Regions from separate parts of the Mus musculus genome. Here all the other regions are linked to region 1. A link is a contact called in public HiChIP or PLAC-seq data. All regions are on one chromosome and are shown on one strand. Each heading gives the region's core, a stretch centred on a gene start, on an enhancer-like site or on the middle of the called end of the contact. The rest is flanking DNA. Distances are from core to core; before and after follow the strand shown. Region 1 overlaps Gm48957 (predicted gene, 48957). Region 2 overlaps Myo10 (myosin X). Region 3 holds the start of Retreg1 (reticulophagy regulator 1).

Region 1 (2,822 bases), core at 45-2,544:
CTGCCAGAACAAATACCACAAGCCGGGTGACTTGGACAACAGGACCCTGTGTTCTCACAGATCCAAGGGTTAGGAGTCTGGAATCAAGGCCTGGGAAGGGACGTTTCCAGGGGCTTCCACGCAATAGCTGGTCAGCACTTTGCTCCTGACTGCTGGGCTGTCACCAGTCCTTGGCGTCTTTTGTTTTATAGATATGCCACTCCAGTCTCTGCCTTTGTTGCTCCATGGCAGGTCTCTCTGTATCTCTAAACGTCCTCTGCTCAGAAAGATGACAGTCACTCTGGACGGGGACTCTCCCTGATGGCTTCTTTTTAACTTGATTACATCTCCAAAGAACATCACACAAGATGGGGAAGGGGATCTTGACGCAGTTTGAAATGCTATCCTATCCTTAGCTCTGACCAAATGAACGGAAGGGTTCCCTTGGCCCCAGGCACTGTGAGGGTTTTCTGTGTGAAGGATGCTTCCGATGGCCGGGGTGCCCAGTGCGCACGCGCACACTGGCTGAGCTTTGTTCAAAATTTCTGTCCTGGCTTCCCTTTGCCTTGTCCCAAGCCCTCGGGTGTTCAACTCCTAGACTAGGATTTTATTTTTAGAGTAATGAATAATTTATGTTTTGAAAATGACTAATGAAAAAGCAATCAACCACTTTGGGCTGGATCAGAGTCTGAGGTTCTGGTCCCTGGCACTCGCTTCGCATCTCTCTGCTTCAGCTAGAGGGGAAGGTGTCTGCTTGACCTTTTTTTCCCTGTCACATGACGCCTTCCACAAGTAAGCTGTGTCCTCCTCAGGGAGCGCACATGCGACACATAATGAAATTAAACCTCTGCCACTCCAAATTCTCACTTTCAAGGGTCTGCCACTTGCCTACTTTTTCTTGTTTCTGGGTATCAGCAGAAGTGGGGTGGGGGGGTGGGATGAGGGCGGAGTAGCGAGGCACAGAGTAGGATTTTTTTTCGTGATATTTTGGGCTCGAAGCCTCGTGCGCATTCTTGGGCTGGTTCGGGTTTCCGGGGCACGTACACTCTGACCTTAGTTTGGGGCCAACCCTGAGCGCTTCAGTCAGCTACTTTTTAGCAACGGCGGCCAGAAAAATACTTTTTTTTTAAAAATTTATTTTCCCGTGAGTGCCTTCTGAAATTGTTTTGCTGTGCTACGTCTGAGAAACAGTAGCATTTCGTTCCCCAGAAACAGTTCCTTTTTGGCATGTTAATAAAATGACCGGTGTTACCTAAATTAGGGGTTTTGAGTTTGTTCTGGAGCTTTTTAAACTACAGCGCCCCCTAGCGGGAATTTTGTGATATTCATGCTTGTTCTGGTTGATCAGTTTTCGTCCATGCTTCCAAAAAGTTGTTGTGAAGCTACTATGAAGAACCACAGGGGTGGATATTTCATAAATAAGCCAAAAAGAAAAGGAAGTTTTATGGGTTTTAAAAAAATGTTAGCTGTTTTCTTTCATTTTACCACGTAATTAAAAAAGAGTTTCTCCTGAACCAACAACCTATATGGACAAGTGTTTGGGAAGAGACCCTTGAGTCTCTGGTATGGTACATACATGTCTCTTTAAAGGCATGTCCTTGAAACCAGAACTCAGGGGTTTTCTTGTGTAAGGGGATGGTCTAAGAGAAACATTGAGTTATAGACCTTGTTCCTTACTGGCCTTGGCTTGTCAAGGGCTCTTATGGGGTAGACTTCTGAGACCCTTGGAACCTGGGGGGCTTAGTTAATCGCCCCCTCCCCCACACAAGCACAGAGCCTTATATGAATCCCTCCAGAGAGTTGGAGTGTGTTCTACATTCAAGACCTCATAGGAAAGATCCATAGCCTCCGTGGAAGGAAATTTACAGATTCCCGGATTCATTGACTTACAGTGGGAAAGGGGATAAAATCGCTTGGCTGGAGTTTCCCGTGTTACAAAGTTAGTAATTAACCGCAGCGAGGCGAAGGACAATCAGAGGCTCACTGAGAATGTAAGAGTAGTAACAGTATGAGCCATGCAACCCCAGGCTAGGGCACAAGTCTCAGAAGGTAGATAGGGTGACCTGGGACTCCATGCATGTCACACCGGATCCTAACACTCTGAGATCCAGTAATGGATAATGTCACCTTGTCCCTTATAGGATAATGGCATTTGTGCATTTACCTGTCGTGATTTGAATGAAAGTCAGCAGTTCTCTTTTTGAGAGTCTTTGCTGGACGGGAGTCCATTGCTTTTCTGGGCAAGCCTTCTTTTCCTCAGGCTCACACTCGTTATCCCCTAGTGAAAGGTTTAATTAGGCACAGGGCACTAAGGGCTTGCTGCAAGTGTGAGGAGCTGAGGCAGGTTCCCAGAGCCCATGAAAAGTAGACTATCTGTAATTCCAGTGCTTCTAGGGCAGGATGCAAAGCTGAGACTGGAGGATTCCCAAGAGCTCACAGACGGATCCTAACACTCTGAGAAGCTGTTAGCATTTCTGGGCTCATGGCCCACCAAGCCAACCTTCTTCACACCATACATGTATCCTTATGAGGGTATCTGCCATGGATGTAGGTCTCACACAAGTGATCAGTAATTGTCCCATTGGGGAATTTCCCCATTGGCTTCTTGTTGTATGCAACAGAGAACAATGAGAGGAGACCCTGTCTCAAAGAAGGGAGGGGTCAAGGCCCACCACCGGGAATAGTCTTCTCTGACTTACACAACTACACATGCTTCCCTCCTGCACACAAGCATGCGCACACATGTCCACAAACATCGCTCATGGACATGCTTACACTCAAGATTTAAAGAAAAAGATTCTGTTGGTCTTCCTGTGGAGTCCCTGTGGGAGGGAGCCATGTGA
Region 2 (2,700 bases), core at 26-2,525, 320 kb before region 1:
GGGAGCCGCCAAAGAACAGCCATGCGAGGCATGAGGACTTCAGTTCAAATCCCGGCACCTACACGAAAAGTTGGTATATAGTTGAGTGCAATGTAACCCCAGCTCTGAGGGGCAGGGCACTGGGAGGCTCACCGAGCCTGCTTGCCGCCTGTTTGGTTCCAGGTTCAGCTAGTGTCTCTCTCAAGAGGATACAGCAGAGAAGATAGAAAGGCTGCCCAATGTCTTCCAGTGGCCTGTTTACATATCTGCACGCGCACGCACGCGCACACACACCATCATACCCACCACACATGAATATCCATACCACACGAACCACACACAGTGCCAATTCCAGAGTTAAAGAACAAAGCCAAGGCTGGGTCTGGGGTGGGGTTCAGGGTCAGGGCCCAGAATCAGAAGCAAAAGACCCCACACTCCACAAAAGCTCTCAGTAGTAAAAGAACAGCAAGCTTAAAGATCACTCGGCTCGTGTTTGGGGCCAGAGAAAAATCTCTCCAAGTCAGCTCCTGGACTAGCTGAGCCCAAGGCTTTGCTTACGTAGAAAAGCGCTCACACACACAGCCCTCAGCAACTGATCTGATTGTCTGAAGAGTAGGAGGAGAAAGGCTGGAGGGGGAAACACAAACCAGCAAAGACAGAGGGGCAGGTTAGGCTAAGGAGGTGGAACATCAGATATGAGGAAATTTCCAGCCTCAAATTCACCACGGGAAAGATCTTTCAAGACCGAGATCCTCAAACATGAAGTCTTCCCCATCAAGTCTGCATTTAATTTCCAATACACAACAAGAGATCCTCGTGTTGTTGACTCGTTAACTTTTTAAAAATAGTCATTGGCACGCAGCCTCTTTGGTCCTCTTTGGGCAGCTGTGGTGAGAATCATGCAGAATGTGTGCTGAAGCAAGGCCTTACAGGCCAAGATGGAGTGCCTACCCCCCCCAAGCGCTCGGAGAGACCCCGCCTACCGGCCCTCCAGTGTTTGGAGCAAGCCTTCCTCTCTCACTGTACCCTTGGGACGGTCACACATTCAGACCTTAGCAGCTATTGTACCCTGTCACGTACTTGTTTCCAAACCCCATACGGGCCTAGTCAGGCCCAGTGAATATATGGTCAAATGTTTCCCCAGGCATGGGAAGGCAAGCCAGCCTCCGCCATAGCTCTTCCTCCAGCCACACTCTTCCAGCTTCCTTCTTCTCTCAGACCCTGGATCTGCTGCAGACTTCCTTCCCTGCTGCAGGGCTGCCTGCTTACCACTGCCCAGGGACAGCTTCCTGCTCTCCATACCGCAGGGTGGACTCCCTCCCTCCTCTCTCCAGAGGAAGCCACCAGGGTTCAAACCAGTGTGTGGCTCCTGAGACTGCAGAAGGACAACTGTATGCTCCCAAAGGACCGGGTCCTGGCTTGCTGGATGGGTGTGTGTGTGTGTGACATTAAGCATGGATGCTCAAAGGAAAGCTACCATTTCCTTCCTGAATTAAAGGGAAAAAGCACCTTACCACAGGCCAGGGATTCTAATGGCCTGGAAGAAATCCCCAGGAGTCCTATTCAGGCCAGTCGATACCACTATTACCACTCCATCACAAACTGAATGTGGAGAGTGTCTCACCTGCCTGAGGCTTCATGATCAGGCTGTTCTAAGTCCTGTGCTCTTCCTCAAAGGAAAACCTCAACAGGGCCAGTGGTGGGCAGTGGTCCCTAACAGGACCCTTGCCAGACGGACGGCAAGCATTAGGAACTTTCACAATGGCCGACACATGGCATTGTCCGTTGCAGTTTCCAAATGTGCTGGCCCATAGTCAGCGAGCAAAAGGAAGTTAAAACCTGCCCTTGGAGGGCTGGTAAGACAGTTCAGCAGGTAGAGGGACTTGCTGCTAAGCCTGACAACCTGGGTTCTGTCCCCAGGACTCACATGATGAAATGAGAGAAGAGACTCCTCCAGGTTGTCCTTCGACTTGTGCAACACACACACACACTCGCACGCGCGCACACACACACAAACAATATAACTTACAAATAATGGTAACAATAACAACAATAAACAAAACTTCGCCCTTTACATGTAACTAGGTATATGGTAAAAGTACTAGAAGGTACTGCTGTTACCAGCATGGGCTGGGCAATGCCAGAATGGTAACTTCTCTGTCATGGCGTGCACACAGTTATCCTCCGTAGGTTGGACCCCAGCACCAGATGCCTTTCCCTTCTGTGTCTCACTGCAGGGTGATGGGCAGAAAAGAGCGTTGACTTAAATCTTTCCTTGAAGATGCAGGGTTCTGGGGTCAGTCAGGGCACTCTTTACAAAGTTCTCCAGATTAAATAGGAGACGGAATGGAATGGACGTCCCTCAGTCTTCCCACTGTGCACTTCCCAACAGTGCTCTCAGGAGGATGGGGGCAGGGGACCCTTAGCCAGTCTTGCTAAGGAGCATCAACTGCATTCAGCAGCACAGCTATTCTGAGGCTAGATCTTGCCACACCAACATGCAAAGCCATCACCATTGCCAGACACACACTGTGGACGCTCCAAACAAACCTCGCCATGAAGCAGAATTTCTGAGCACATCAAGCCTTGGCAGTTGTTGTTCTGAAGATTTGGAGTTTATTCAGGAGTCAGGGGTACTGGGTACCACTGGCTGGCGGCAGACAAGAGATCTAACTGTCAAGATTATGCTCAAGGCAAGCCGGTGTGAGCAGTGGTCAGCTT
Region 3 (2,790 bases), core at 59-2,558, 400 kb before region 1:
GTTGCTCAAGTTATTAATCTTGAAGAAAAAAATAACAGGCTACGTCTCTTTTTATGCATTTATTTATTTCCCAACTTTGGGGTTAAGAAACCTACGTCCTGTAAATAGGTACTTGTTAGGGAAACTGCTTATTCGGAACTTCGAGGGCCCTGTTTGTTATGAAGGCACTTAGCAAACAAAGGTTTTTTTTCCCCCTTGATGAACTAGTACCAGACGATACGGCTCATGGTTCCGTGATGGAGCCAGACGCTGCCTGATGCTTACCTAGGCAGAACACTTTCTGGTGAGGCAAACCTGTTGATTGGGGGCTACTCAAAGAAAATCCCTCCCCTATTCCCTCTGGAGTTTCTCTGAAATTACTACCCACCCACCCCCCACCTCCACCTCCACCCCACCCCCACAGCTGTGCAGTCTTGGGGCGGGGCGCTGTACCTAATCCACCTGTTTGTTTACCTCCTGCTTTCTCATCTGGGATCTAAGACAGTAAACCCTACCCTCCAGGGGAAAGAAAAACAAATCATTCACTGCCCATCTCTGGTGGCCCACGAAGGCAGCAGCATATAGAATGTACCTAAGGTGGCCCAGATATGCCTCCGCGGGTGCAAAAAATTAATTCAAGCCCTCGGGCCTCTGAACCCCCCATACTTGAAAGTACAGGTCAAGACCTGAGAGTTAACAATACCAGGGCCGAAGTTTTCAAGAGCTCTGGACCATCCCTAGATACAGGAGCTCACGTGGGTCAGCTGACCATCATCACCTCCCCTTGGAGACTGGACACCCGCAGCAAGGGTGACAGCCACTCACAGGGAAGTGCGTCTAGAGGAAAGTTGAAATGGGTGACTACCTGTTTCAGACAGGTGACCAAGCAAGTGGGACCAGGCTTCACTTCCACCGCAGAGGCCCCCGCAACCCCCCCAGCCAGGCCACATCCGGCCATGGGCGCCCCAAGGTGACCTGCCCTCTGGGGCGCCCCCACCCAGCCCGAGCGCTCACCAGAACAGCAGGTTGGCACCCAGGAAGGTGAGCAGGCTGCGCAGCGGCCTCTTCCAGCTCAGGAGCTCGTCTGCGCGCCAGCCCAGCCACAGCACGGGTTCCCCGAGCAGCCAGGTCAGGGCGGCGGCCACCCTCCCGGCGGCCTCCTCCACCTGCGGCCCCGCGCCCTCTGGCCCTGCTTCCTCTCCGGGAACTCCAGGCCGCGGCGGCTGCTCCTCGGTAGCCGGGCATCCTTGTGTGGCGTGCTCCTCGGGCGCCGGGCTCGCCATCTTCAGCGGTGTTTTGCTGGCGGGGACGGGGATGGGGACGGGGACAGGGAGGGAGGCGGGCGGGCGGGTGGGCGGGCACGCGCGCGCGCGCGCCTGGCGGTGAGCGTCGGGAGAGCAGCGGAGACAACGGGGGACCGGTCGGGGCGCAGGGTGCGCACCGCGGGGTGCTGGCGGCTGGGTGCCTTGTGACGTCAGGCCTGGCCGCGCCGGGAAAGAGGGTGCGGTCAAGTTCGTGTAGGGGCGGGGCCGCCCTGGGTCTGGCTGCACATCCTGGGCTCGGATCCGTGGGTGCTAGCTGGGCGGCGTCCCTGGAGAGCCTGGGACCAACGAAAATACTTCCTCTTTCCTTCCAGTTGAGGGGGCCAGGTAGAGGACTCGCCCCCAAGGGAAGTCTGGGCTTTGGATTTTAAAAGGGGGAAGGTGGTGCATTCTCACTTTCTCCAGCCAGAGCAGACAAGTCGTCCATCCTTTAGTATTGAAGAAAATAGCTGGGTGCCCCTGGCCATGTATTTTAGCACTTAGGACTCAGCCCTTGTCCAGGTCCCTTGCAGGAACACCCTGCCTAACTGTGTCAGATAGAAACGCTGACTTGGGAAAGGAAGAAAAGCACACTTGGAGTCAAGGAAGAACCGGTTTGGCCCTCTGATTTCAAGAGTGAGGACCCGCCAGACCACAGGGCACACGCTGGTGAAAGTCGCTTCCAGTTAAGTGAGTTGTTCTTTGCAGAATGTCATTGAGCTGATCAGGAAGCAGAGAAGGCAGAGGGTGGCCTGTGGCCTGCCTCTGCTAGTGTGCCAAGTTTTAGAGGTGTTTCAGTAGATCCGATGTGCCTGTCACAGGGCGGCCTCAGAGGTCGAAGAATACCGGAGCTCCCCATGTGGTTCTCCTGGTTGTGGGAAAAACTAAAGGACTGCTGTGCATGTCCAGTCTCTGTTCGTTTCTCTAGAATGAAATCCCCTCCTGCAATCATGAGAGTCGATGCATCAGGGGTACCTGGTATCCTCTGGGCATACTCTGTATCCAGCCTGCATTCACGGGATGAATTTGGTGCGTTCTCAAAGCAAAGAGAGACCACCGCCCCTGGGTTAAAGTTTGTAATGCTAATCTAGAGGGCCTCTGTGTCTATGAATGTAAACATTTATTTACACATTACAGGCTAGACGTGGACAGTTATCTAAATGAATGTTGTATTTGAAGGAATCACAAGTCTAGGGTTCACACAAAAGTTGGTTGACCACCCACTGTGTGCCTGGTACACTGCTGGGTCCTGTGGATGTGACTTCTACCTGCAAGAGACTCACAGTCCAAAAGGTATCACTTACAATTGATAAACGCTGTGATGGAAATCCTCAGTGCCAAGAGATTTCTCCTTTAAACTGCATCCAAAAATCAGGTTTCAGAAGGGTTTGGGATGTAGCTCTTGACTTGTTAAAGCTCAGAGACTCACGGTGGGCGTGGCCAGAGGGAGCAGGGCTCTCTGTTGGGAGTTCTGCTTGGGAAAAGGTCACATGAGTTGCAGGTATAGATC

Evidence for each region. HiChIP or PLAC-seq counts read pairs in DNA pulled down with a chosen protein or histone mark.
Region 2: an H3K4me3 HiChIP or PLAC-seq map of bone marrow-derived macrophages shows a contact between it and region 1, with 5 times the contacts expected there. The contact joins two enhancer-like sites. A contact is called at or near these places in 1 of 15 datasets of contacts at CTCF or cohesin (the NIH/3T3 cell line), 2 of 484 Hi-C or Micro-C datasets (bone marrow-derived macrophages and ventricular fibroblasts), 26 of 115 datasets of contacts at active chromatin or transcription factors (the NIH/3T3 cell line, VIP interneurons, bone marrow-derived macrophages and 15 more) and 4 of 9 other capture datasets (adipose tissue, liver, macrophages and 1 more).
Region 3: an H3K4me3 HiChIP or PLAC-seq map of bone marrow-derived macrophages shows a contact between it and region 1, with 3 times the contacts expected there. The contact joins the promoter of Retreg1 here to the enhancer-like site in region 1. A contact is called at or near these places in 3 of 115 datasets of contacts at active chromatin or transcription factors (bone marrow-derived macrophages, embryonic forebrain and embryonic stem cells) and 1 of 9 other capture datasets (embryonic stem cells).

The regions. Positions count from the first base shown.
Region 1 is chr15:25,439,628-25,442,449 of GRCm38.p6, reverse strand. All of the region lies in intron 1 of Gm48957 (predicted gene, 48957), which reads right to left. Among named protein-coding and RNA genes, the nearest start is that of Gm48957, 27 kb to the right of the region's middle. Within about 2 kb of position 1,294, at least 45 of the 459 cell types and tissues checked have an H3K27ac peak or open chromatin away from gene starts, as enhancers often do. A contact at or near this core is called in bone marrow-derived macrophages, where this site is marked.
Region 2 is chr15:25,763,401-25,766,100 of GRCm38.p6, reverse strand. All of the region lies in intron 19 of Myo10 (myosin X), which reads right to left. Among named protein-coding and RNA genes, the nearest start is that of Retreg1, 79 kb to the left of the region's middle. Within about 2 kb of position 1,275, at least 27 of the 459 cell types and tissues checked have an H3K27ac peak or open chromatin away from gene starts, as enhancers often do. A contact at or near this core is called in bone marrow-derived macrophages, where this site is marked.
Region 3 is chr15:25,841,816-25,844,605 of GRCm38.p6, reverse strand. It overlaps Retreg1 (reticulophagy regulator 1), which reads right to left and starts at 1,308. Exons shown (of 9, transcript NM_001034851.2): 1 at 994-1,308. The coding sequence starts at 1,262.